Linked DNA regions of Hordeum vulgare: region 1 is linked to region 2. Evidence: chromatin contacts called from public Hi-C data. All regions are on one chromosome and are shown on one strand. Each heading gives the region's core, a stretch centred on a gene start, on an enhancer-like site or on the middle of the called end of the contact. The rest is flanking DNA. Distances are from core to core; before and after follow the strand shown.

Region 1 (5,997 bases), core at 197-2,696, 780 kb after region 2:
GATAGCATTTGTGGAAGTCGTGGCAAAAAAAAATCAAAACTCTGAAAATGCTACTTTCAAAAGCATTTTGAAGCACTAATTTTGTTTTTTTGACAACGACTTCAAAAAATGTGATTTCGTACTGAAATTTTGCAAGCTATTAGAACACATTTCAAAGTTTACTATAAAAAAATCAGAATTTTTTAAAAAAAATTTAAACATGTTTTGAATTAACTGTTCGCCCGAGCTCATTTGAGCTCGGGTGTAGAAGTGCACTTTCTAATGGAAGATGCATATGCAAGATGAAAACTTGACCCAAACCTTAGTTAGCGGCAACAGACCATGCACTACTATAATTTTATCCGCACATATCGAAGGAACGTTGGGTGGTTATGTTGGAGATATATCATCTTTGTGTGTTCCTCGTATTTTATGACACTAAGAGAAAAAACATATTAAGAAAGGAATTTGGATAGCACATAAGCTATGAATTTTCAGCAACTCCCAATCTTAAGGCCAATTCTTTCGACGACGTAACAAAATAAGCCACCTCCTGCCCAACTTTCTCCATAAGCCGTTTGCCTCATTTATCAAGGCTTCTAAATTAATTATGAAATAACTAATTTAGAAGACTCAATAAATTAAGAAAGCATTTTTTTCAAGCCATGAAGAGGCAGCTTATTTTTAAAGCTGCCCAAAAGAATTGTCCCTTAGTGATTGAGAGAGAGAGAGGAGGGAAAAGAGAAGGAAAGTGGATAAAAGAGATATAGAATGTCAATGAAGCTTTAATTGCACATATGCAACTATTTGGGTGCTATTCATCTACTTCCTTCATCTCATAATATAAAAAGTTTTTGATATTATAGTGATATAGATATCACTTATTATTCTTATATTATGAGACAAAAGGAATATTACCTATGGAATACAACATGCATACAAGAATTGAATAATCATAACTATAATATAACATGTAGGCATGAGTGATATAGATATCATCGTTGATCATCTTTATGATATAAATAAAAGACTTATTACAATGATTTCTTTTTACCATCCGTACATATTCGACATATTTTATGACACAAAGAGAAAAAAAATGTCAAGAATTGAATAATCATAACTATAATATAACATGTAGGAATGAGTGATATAGATATCATCGTTGATCATTTTTATGATATAAATAAAACACTTATTACAATGAATTTTTTTTACCATTCGTACATAAGAGAAAAAAAATGTCAAGAATGGGATTTGAACCCATGCCCTTTCGGACCAGTACCTGAAACTGGCGCCTTAGACCAACTCGGCCATCTTGACTTTTTGTAAAATAATTTCAAACTTTCAATCATTTTTTCATGCAGTTGCATAGCTGCAAGCTTTCTTTAGATTTCCAATTCGTTCTTTTTTTTCTGAGAGAAAGACTCCCAATTCGTAAAGACCTGAACCCAGTCCCGGTCCCCTCCCCAGCCCGGCCAACCCAAGAGCCCTATAGCCCAAATGGCAGCTCTCCTGAACCCTACGGCTCGGCGCCTCACCCTCGCTGCCTGCCGCCGCCTCTCTACGCCGCCGGCGGTGGAGCCCCTCGTGGCCCACCGGAGCACCCAAGGTTTGCCCTCCTGTCCAACCTCTCCCCCTCGCCTCTCCCACCTCTCATGTAACAAGAATCAAATGAATGAATATTTACTCGCTGCTAGTTGTAGTTCTTGGTCTGTTTGGTTGCTGTCATGTTATGGATATTAGAGTCTGCATGCCAATCAATTTCTCCTTGTGGGATAAATGTTGCGTTGTGTTGTGCGAGCTTGGACAATGCCTGGAATCTGTATCGTACTGATTTCTGAGCCATGATCGGTTGTGACTTCTCTACTGAATTCTAGATTTGATAGCTTAAAACCAGACTGCTGCTCTGAAGCACAAGGGACACGCTAATAGTGCTATTTCTGAATTTTTTTTACAGCAAGATGCAATTCCAGTCTGGTGGAGGTTAATGGCGGATTCGGTGAGATGGTTGCCGGCACACAGAGGTACTACGTGCTTGGAGGCAAAGGTGGTGTTGGGACAACAAGCATGGCGGCATCGCTTGCTATGAAGTTTGCCAACCGTGGTGAACCGACGCTCATAGTTTCTATGCACCCAGCACACTCACTGGGTGATACATTTGAACAAGTATCTGAACTCTTGTATTGTTATGCAAAATGCTAGTGGGATTATTTCTTTAGCCCCTCTTTTGAATGTCTTGCATTTTCTCTTTGTAGGACCTGAGTGGCGGTAATATCGTACCTGTCAATGGAGTTGACTCTCTTTTTGCTGCCGAGGTAGGAGCAGTTGCACTGGAATGGTTTGCAATATCCCGTTCCATCCTTCAGTTTTATCTGGTCGGTGCGCATATCCACCATTAGGTGTCCAATCATAAAACAAAAACCTTTTATGATCCTGGAGGTAGTGAATGTAAGAAGTCGATGTTTTCCATTTCGTAGTTGAAACTGTGTTCTGCCATGCTTGTACACTTCATGAAGTCATGTAGAGGATCCAATTCTGGTCATGCTTGTTCTTTGATGATGGATGGAACTTGTTTCTTTACAGATTGGCCATGTTAATACAAAAGAGGAATCTTCTAATGGTGGATCTTTTATCCGTAATATACTGGACAAGATAGGGCTTGGAGTTCTTGCTGATCCGGTAAACATTACCTTGGAAATCTTATTTTTTTGCTTCCCCATCTTGCATTTTAGTTGATTTCCAGTGTCACAGTTCATTGAGAAATGAGAACATTTGAGTATGTCAGACTAAAGTTGCATGTAATTTCTGTTAGCCATTTTGAGTCCTTTTATTGGCCATCTCCAATTTCCAGTTGAACAATGGCATTGTCAGTAAAGTTCCTTTTTATTTGCAACTACATTGATGCTTAAATCGTATATGCCATAGGCTACATGTATGTTTGTTCTTGCACTGCCATTTTCTTGATTTGCAACACACCTAGATAATGATGTGTCTTGAGTTTGGACTTTGGACACGAGTTGGTTTCATATGCTTATATACCTTATTATGTAGCACACCTACACCATATTTGCATACCACTGGTCAGTTGGCCGACTATTTCACATGCATTTTTTATTCAACATTGTCTGATCAGACAGAGTACCATAAACTTATTTTTTGTTTGCTATTTCTTCGAGAAGAGGCATGCTTTTGTATTAATATCCTACTAGTTAACATTACTTATACCCATGATGTCTGGCCTTTAAAGCTGGGAAAGAATAAGCTGCATGAAATGCTGATGAAAACTCCTGGACTTGGAGAAGCCGTTGCAATTTCTAAGGTACCAATCAAAGTTTACACTTTGGTGGTGAATTTATTATTCGTTACATAGACTCTTTGTAAAGTTTAGTCATCACCTGAAGCGTATCCTTGCAGCTGGTACAAATTGTTGAACTGCAAGAGAGCAATAAATTTAGGCGCATAGTTTTGGATACCCCGGCCACTGTATGCACACTTCACTTTGCCTTGCCTTGAATCCAAGTTTATTCTATTTCTGCTTCTTTCACTTCTAATTGAGTTATTATACTTATATACTGCACAGGGGCATACACTTAACCTTTTATCTGCTACAACTTTAATGGAAAAGCTCCTTGGTATGGCCAATAAGGTGAGCTTTGCCGCAAGCACTAACCGCTTCTTATAGCTTTATCCTGGTTACATGAACTTCGCTTGATAGAGTATGTGTTTGCGCATGTTTTTTTCTTGAGATATTTATGTAATGGTGATCAAAGTAGTAATTATTAAGGAACAGCGACAGGGAAATACTGTTTTGGTTTGTGGGCTTTCGCTCATATAAGAAAATAATTCCTTGAAAATTTCAAAGGCCTACTTACTGCATGGCATAGGTGCAAAGTTTAGTCCCACATGGAGAGTGGAGGGGAGTTGAGACCAACATATAAGGGACTCTCTCTCACTCCTGCTAATAGATTGAGAAGAAGACCGATACACGCACTCTCCTCCTCTGCCGCTGCCGCCTGCCTCGTCATGCCATGTAACACACGTCCGCGTCGTGTTTCGTCGAGCTGGGCTTAGATGCATGCTAAGTGTCTGTTTTTTAGGTTGCTGGTTAGAGTTCATAATTATTTATTATTAGTTACGAGTCATTAGTAGATGCATTAGTAACAGCCATTTCCGGTTTGTTCGATGGTGGGCTGTTACCGACTCGGATGTGGGTTTATCCCATCATCTTACCCCACCGACTATAAAGAGAGTACTTCGGCAACCCTAACAGTCACCCATCAGAGTGCACCTACCATCTGCCCGCTCGCACCACTTTCACCGTTCCTCTCGCTCATCTTGGCTGAACGGAAGAGCAGGGTTCCGGAAATGCGCCTTCATGAACCTGTATCGGGTGGAGGGTGATAAGTTTTTTGGGGATTGTGTCGTTACGACTGCTCACCTTCGTTTGTCTACTTCCATGACCGAGACTACTTCCACGACTTTGACATTGCCGATCTCGCCATGGCCGACACCAGCATGACTGCCACAGCTTGACTAGATTGTATGTCTTTTCACCTCTTTTCCGTTCATGTGAATGCTATTTATGCGAATTTTATAGCCATGCGAGTTCTATGTTTTGTACGTAACTCGCATGCCTAGTTTACAGTATGATTAATATTGCTAGCACAGTTGTCATGGTATTAATCTGGGTTGGTTTAATTATAAATTTCCTACTTATTCCAACAATCCTAAAACCTTATTTGTTTAGCCAATTTTCAATTACAAGGCTTTGTTGCTGCCCTGAAATCGAACCCGTTTACAGGTGTGCACTTCAAGCTTTGTCAAATGAAAACCATCTTGTGTCTCACTGTTCTGAACGCAGTTTGAACGACCACATTCTTTCCATTGAACCTGTGAGAATTCTTTTGCAGCACACTGGCCATTCCAGCCGGCAAAAATAAAACGCACACTTGACATGGGTCTGAGCTTGGCTCGGCTCGGCTCTCTAGACTAGTCGTGACTAGTCTAGACTCATGGTCGACGAGTCGACGTGAGTAAAGCAGCAGCAACCAGGGGAGGAGCAGACCAGCAGCAGCAGCAACCAGGGGAGGAGCAAACCAGCAGCAGCAGCAACCAGGGGAGGAGGGGAGGAGCAGAACAGCAGCAGCAGCAGCAACCAGGGGAGGAGGGGAGGAGTGGGCGAGCAGCAAACCAGGGGTAGCGGCGGCTGCCAAGGAGAGGATTGGGTCAGGAGGGACTGGTTCGATCTAGGTTTCCAGGGGGGATGTGCAAGCAAATACAGTAAACAAAACATATGACAGGTGGGCCCCCCAAAAATGAGTCGTTCGACCCAGAAACCACGACTAGTCGAGACTAGTCGCTCGACTCATCCCAAGAGTCGAGTCGAGAGGTTGAGTCGACCCTGGAAGTGCGACTCGTAGACTAGTCGAGTCGAGCGACTAAAAAACAGAGATCAGTCCTCTTCTCAAGCTCTTAGGAGGAGTGAGAGACCGAGAGTCCCTTGTATGTTGATATCAATTCCCCTCCATGTGAGACTAAACTTTGCACCCATGCCATGCAAGTGGTGCAACCATAGTGGTTCTTTAAGATTTCCCCGGAGTTGTTTTTTTATGTGGGCTAAAGCTACAAACTGCATCAAGCTAAGATTTTTCCATGCGGTGTAAGCATTAAACTGGGCTATGGACTTATTGTCACGAATTTTAATTGTAGAAAGAGAAAAGGAAGCCAAACAACCCCCTTTGTTAGGTTCAACTCGCCTTTTTTTTTTCTTGGACAATTAGAATACCCATTATAAGGCCAAATACTTTTGTGCCGGTTTGTTTCCTGTTTTGAAACCCTCCACGCTCTTTTTGCTCATGTAATATTACTTAGAAATATCTTTAGTTAATTTCTTTATATTGCTGAAATGCCCAAATGAGTTCCATATGAGATATTAGGCGGTGCATGCTACAGGTCACAAGGCCTTTTGACTACAAAATGTTGGTGCATTGTGAGAACTGCAGTGTCCTTTTTGTT
Region 2 (6,277 bases), core at 1,898-4,397:
AACAGTCCTTCCTCAAAAAGGCACATTTTACCAAAATGAACTCCTGATTACTGGTAACATAATTCTGGCAAACTCATGTATTTGAAGAAATAAATACTTTTCTTTTTGCCAAGATGCCCAAATCAACTCCAAATGAAAGGATCATAAAATGTTCAAGAAATACATGCTCCAAGCAAATCACAAAGCTAACCAGAATAATATCCAGCTAAAGAGGATATCAGGATCAGGATGAAGTGATATGACAGCTGACAAGAAAGATGGCTAAGAAACAACCCGGAATTTACATGTCCGGAACTTCAGGCAATATTTGATAGTTTACTACTCCCTCCGTCCTGAAATAAGTGACTCAACTTTGTACTAACTCTAGTACAAAGTTAGTACAAAGTTGAGTCACTTATTTTGGGACAGAGGGAGTATTAAGATAATATATATAAATCAGGAACAATTTAACATTTGAAGCAATATAAATTCAACTTAAAACTATTATCTCAAATCCATTTTGAAGAGATTGATTTTGCCAACTGGAAGTTAAGTTTACGATCACTTGAATTATTATAATTTGGCATTGGGATTGTAGTTACTTTAACAATAAAGAACGGGAATACCTAGAGTTCACAAACTCACTTGCCAGCGGTCGTATGGAATTAAAGCATAGTGTTCTCTCATGTTTCTTCTGACCCAAAGTGAAGCCAAATAAATTCCATAGTATAACTTAACTGCATTAGGTGGGATGGAATTCTTCATTATTAGTCTCTAGTTATCAGAAAGATAAGTATTTTTATACAAGAAAAGCAAATATGACATCTACTACATGACAATAAGAAAGAAAAAATCTCCACAAACAATCACCATATGTGTGAAAAGATGCGGCCTAGAGCTATATTACCTTGGAAATGTTTTAGGAAGCGGCCTCGTCCTTTCATAACCAACTTTGGAAACATTCTTTGCATCGTCATCTGACACCTGTTCAGCATTGCTGTCACTCTCCTCTTTTTCTTCTCGCCTCTGCTTTGTTTGTTGTCTTGATTCAGGCTTCCACGATGCCTTGGCAAGTGACTTGCCAAGCAAATCAGCAATGTTCGTTGCCATTTCCTCAGCTTTCTGCACATGAGGAAAGTTATCTTCTTCAAAATGGTGTGACAGCCACAAATACATCGACAGGACCTGGTGCTTCGTCTCGAGATCCAGCAGTTCAGTGTCATTCCTTGCCGAACCCTTTGGCATTCCCATGGCAATGCTAACACGACGGATCTGGCTGTAATGAGTAGCAAATCTCAGAAGATGGTACATGGCTTTCGGATCCCTTATATTAACTGGTGCGAAACAAAAATTGTAGCGATCCTTGAGGGAGAGACCCTGGACCCTCTCGAGCATATTAGCAACCTTCTTGATACCATCCTGCTGGCACATGAAGTATGTCTTGTCGATGCGGCAATTGTCACGGAACTTATCCAACAAGTCAGTGAAAGTGAGATTGGGGAACTGACTGGCAAACATTTCCACTTGTTCGAAGCAAGGAAAAAGACCAATTTTTTGTGCCTCCTCAAACGGCTGTTGCAGGCACTGAATTAAATAATCCAAATCATCCAACAAGAAAGTGGTTGTGAGTCCATCTGGATAAACACTTCCCCTCCGACCAGCACGCCCAGCTATCTGTTTTACCTGTGAAGCAGCAACAGGTACCATCCTGTCCCCGTTGTACTTGGACAGGCTATAGAACACAACCCTCCTAATGTTAAGGTTCAGACCCATACCGACCGCATCACTCGCTACAAGCACATCATACTCATTATCCTGTTCGTTGAACAATTTTGCTTGCTGGCGCCTTGTCTCCGGTGGCAAGGCTCCATATATGACGCAACACTTGTGCTTCGTAAACTTCTCAATTGCCAGCTTCACCTCAAATATCTCTCTGCGTGAGAAGGCAACAATGCAATCACCAGAGCGAACATTCTTGAGGTCTCCAAGTAGCGACTTCGCCTCGACAACAAGTGGCTTGAACCGCTCATACTGATGCACCTCCAAATCATCTCCAGTATCTGCACATATCTTACGAACAATCTTGAGCACACTAGGGTCACCACAGAGATGTATCTCATCTGCCTTGATCCCAAGAACAGCACGTGTCCATGCATAGCCCCTGACAGAGTCACCCATCATCTGTATCTCATCAACCACGGCGACTTCGTAGAGCTCCTCCGTGGACAGCATCTCAATAGTGCAAGCAACATGGTTGGAGAAGGGAACTTCCTTTACTTCCTGGCCAGTGCGGAGGGTGCAGTAGACACCGAGTGCATTGACCTTGTCGAACACTTCCATGGCAAGGAGCCGGAGCGGGCTGCAGTACACACCGGACTTGGCGGCGCTGAAGCGTGCGAGTGCGTTGTGCGTCTTGCCGCTGTTGGTGGGCCCGCAATGGTACACCACCCGCCGGCGCATGGCGCGGGCGAACGGGTACCAGGTGTGCGGCGCCGTGAGGTCGGCCGCAGCCATGACGGACTTGTTCTGCCTCAGCTTATCCGCATGATAGTTGAGACAGTACTCGGCGAAGGCTGGGAGGAGGAGGGCGTGCGCGTCCTCGCCCGGGAGAGAAAGGAGCCGCTCGGCGGATTCTTGGGAGAGGCGCTCAGGCATGAAGTGGCGGAAGTGCCGAGCGTACGTGGGAAACTCTGAGGAGGGGATGTAGAGCGCGAGGACCTGGTCGGCAATGGCGGGATCCTTGGCGAAGCGGCGGGTGAGGGCCACCACGTCGTCCCACGTGGCCTTCGGGAGGCGCGACGAGCCCGTCGCAGGCTCGGCGGTGGAGAGCTCGCGCCATAGCTGCTTCGGGTCAAGCGGAGGCAGCTTCCGATCAGGGTCCGCGGTTGCGTCGGACGAGAGGAAGCGATTTTGGGATGGGAGCCATGGAGATGGAGGTTGGGGGGCAGGGCGGTGGAGGTGGGAGAACGTGGGCAGGAGAAGGCGGCGGTACGGCGACGAGGTGGTGCGGCGGATAAGCGAGGCAGCGATGGCGGCGGCCATGGGTCGGTTTGGGTTACGAGACGGCGGCGGCCGGCGGCATGGGGTGGAAGAAGGGAAGAGGGGGAGGCGGCGCGCGATAGGCGGGCGGCCCTGGTCGGGATCGTGGGCCAAAGTGGGCTCGGAGCGGACGGCGGGGAGATAGGTGGGCTTCAAACGAACCACGTCGCGGGGCAACGACTGCGTGGAGAATGTGATGATTGATTTACCCTAAAATAGCTTGCTCAAAGAAAGCATCTACCGGTCTACCCTAAAAAACGAATCAACTGATTATCGCAAGGCATCTATTTTTTTTAAAGTAAGTCATGACATCTAAAAGTAAAACTATTTTGGGTACCAAAAATGAAAATGTTGTAAAGACGCAAAATGTCATTTTTATTCATAGTTTCTATAGAGCAACTTCAACGGACCGATCCAAACGGATGACGCTTTTGTCCGTTTTTTGTTCGTTTGGATCGGCCGCCTACCCGGCGTCCGTCCTATTTTAGATTTGGATCGTCGGTGCGTCCAACACACCGACTCATTTCATGTCCGCATACAATTTTTTAAAAAGGGCCGCGGTCATAGATCATGACAGCGGCCATGTCTCATGCCCGCACCATACGAGCGTCGACATACAATGATGGCTTCAAAAAACATCATCACACTGTTCATCCTGGCGCACTCGCCAGCGGCCGGCACACATGCCAGCACACAAAAAAAGAGTGGGACTTGAGTTCGACCACGCCATCGCGGCCCCGTGGTCATGCGAGCACACCTGCTGGCATACAAAAAAAGATGGCGCTCACCGCCATAGATCCCTCGTTGTCGAACTTGAGCATGTCGGCATGCATCTTCTTGAACCACGGCCTTTTCCTTGGTGACACGGTGTTGAGATCCACCTTCATGATCTCCATCCTGGTCATCATGCTCGCGAGAACCACTTTTTTTGCCTTGGTCTTGGCGTTGGCGACCTTGATCTCTAGCGTCTTGGCTTGTTTCTCCGCCTCCATCTCAAGCATCTTGGTTTGCTTCTCCGCGTCCATCTCAAGCCTCCTCCTTTGGATCTCCATGAAGGCGTTCATTTGCTCTTCTTTGTAACGTCGGCGCTCCTCCTCCCTTGAGTCGTTCTTGCTCTTCATGCCCTCCACACTTGCGATCAAGGCGTTCGACACCGCATCCCGCTTGTCCTCCTTCTTGGAGTTGGTCTTCCCCCGCGGCCATGCCTTCTCGCCGTCCCCAACCTCCTCCGTGGCTTGCTTCCCCCCACGCGACTTGAGGGAGGCATATTGCGCCTTGAACTTATCCTCATCTTTGATGACCCTAAAGCAATGGGAGAGGTTGAAGCACTTGCCATTGTGTTGGACCTTGAATACCTCCAAAGCTTAATGCCTACAAATGTATTTCATGCAAGCATATTGGCAAATGGTATGCAAATGAACACGCAAACATAAACTTGATGACACAAAAGAGGGCGTCTTGCTAGCATACCATGTCTTGCATGTCGATGCCACTCACGGGTCGGTCCTTGACGCTCTCAAGAGTGGCACAAAACTTGTTGCACTCTTGTTGGACCACCCTCCATCGCTTCGAAATGGACACCCACCCGCGCGTGCTTACTATTTGGTACGGCGAAAACTTATTACGATCATGGAACTCACGGTGGACACGAATCCAAAAAGTTGAATGCTTTTTTTCGGCGCCCGTCTTGGGGTCTTGCCCAATGTATCTCCAACACTCACAAAGAAGCTTGTCCTCGGCCGCCGTGTATGCCTTGGTCCGCTTGCTCTTGCGCTTGGGCTTCGCCCAGGCGACTTGGTTGGCGAGCTCATCCTCGAACAAAGGCTCCCCTTCAATGTCGCACTTGTCATCTTCCTCTTGCACGTAGTCCTCCGAAAACTCGTGCTCGAGTGAGAAGTCGTCCAGGTCCATGCCGACCTGATCACACATGAAGGCCGCCTAATCTTGATCAAAGGTGGACGGTGTGAACGCTCCTTGTCCGTCCTGGCTTTGTGTCTCGTCGGGATCGTAGCCAGCGGCCGACGCATCACCCTTGAAGATCAAGTTCTGCATGTAGTCCTCGTCGACGGCGGACGACATTCCGTCGAACAGGTTGCTGATGGGTAACGTAGCAAAAGTTCAAATTTTTCCTACGCCATACATAGATCTTCCTATGGAGAAACCAACAATAAGAGAGGGGTGAGAGCATCTTCGTACCTTTGAAGATAGCTAAGCGGAAGCATTGTTAGAACGCGGTTGATGGAGTCGTACTTGCTGCGATTCAGATTGCGGTGTGATTCCGATCTACTGCCGAACCACGGCACCTCCGTGTTCAACACACGTGCAGCCCGGTGACGTCTCATGCACCTTGAACCAACAAGGAGGAGGGAGGGGTTGGGGAAGAACTCCGGTAGCATGACGGCGTGGTGGCGATGGAGCTACGAGGTCTCCCAGCAGGGCTTCGCCAAGCACCGTGGGAGAGGAGGGAGAGGAGAAGCAGGGCTGCGCCGAGAGAGAGAATTGTGTATCTCCAATGGCCAAAACCTCCACTATATATAGGGGGAAGGGGAGGGGGCGCACCCTTTAGGGTTCCCACCCCTAAAGGGTGCGCAGCGCTAGATGGGAGGGGCTGGCCGTCGGCTAGGGGAGGAGAGGGGATGGCGCACCCCTAGGTGGGCCTTAGGCCCACCAGCGCTAGGGTTCCCCCCTTCCCTCTCTGGTGTGCCTGGGCTGGGTGTGGGGGGGGCGTGCCAACCCACCCAGGGGCTAGTTCCCTCTCACACTTGTCCCATGTAGCCTCCCGGGGCTGGTGGCCCCTCCCGGTGGGCCCCCGGGACCCTTCCGGTGGTCCCGGCACATTGCCGGTGGTGCCCGAAACATTTCCGGCATCCAAAACCATCCATCCCATATATCAATCTTTACCTACGGACCATTCCGGAGCTCCTCGTGACGTCCGGGATCTCATCCAGGACTCCGAACAACCTTTGGTAACCTCGTACAACAAATCCCTATAACCATAGCATCATCGAACCTTAAGTGTGTAGACCCTACGGGTTCGTGAGGCATGCAGACATGACCGAGACACCTCTCCGGCCAATAACCATCAGCGGGGTCTGGATACCCATGGTGGCTCCCACATGTTCCACGATGATCTCATCGGATGAACCACGATGTCAAGGATTCAATCAATCCCGTATACAATTCCCTTTGTCTATCGGTATAGAACTTGCCCGAGATTCGATCGTCGGTATCCCTATACCTTGTTCAATCTCGTTACCGA

Evidence for each region. A called contact is a pair of places that touch in the nucleus more often than the background predicts.
Region 1: a contact with region 2 is called in a Hi-C map of seedling, with 9 times the contacts expected there. The contact joins the promoter of LOC123426916 here to the promoter of LOC123426908 in region 2. A contact is called at or near these places in 1 of 6 Hi-C or Micro-C datasets (seedling) and 1 of 1 datasets of contacts at active chromatin or transcription factors (embryo).

The regions. Positions count from the first base shown.
Region 1 is chr2H:511,501,449-511,507,445 of MorexV3_pseudomolecules_assembly, forward strand. It overlaps LOC123426916 (ATPase GET3B-like), which reads left to right and starts at 1,447. Exons shown (of 11, transcript XM_045110825.1): 1 at 1,447-1,591; 2 at 1,940-2,148; 3 at 2,238-2,297; 4 at 2,566-2,661; 5 at 3,230-3,301; 6 at 3,397-3,465; 7 at 3,563-3,628. The coding sequence starts at 1,483. TRNAL-CAG (a tRNA gene) reads right to left here and starts at 1,302; the gene lies at 1,222-1,302.
Region 2 is chr2H:510,719,795-510,726,071 of MorexV3_pseudomolecules_assembly, forward strand. LOC123426908 (ATP-dependent RNA helicase SUV3L, mitochondrial) reads right to left here and starts at 3,148. Exons shown (of 3, transcript XR_006622331.1): 1 at 887-3,148; 2 at 606-716.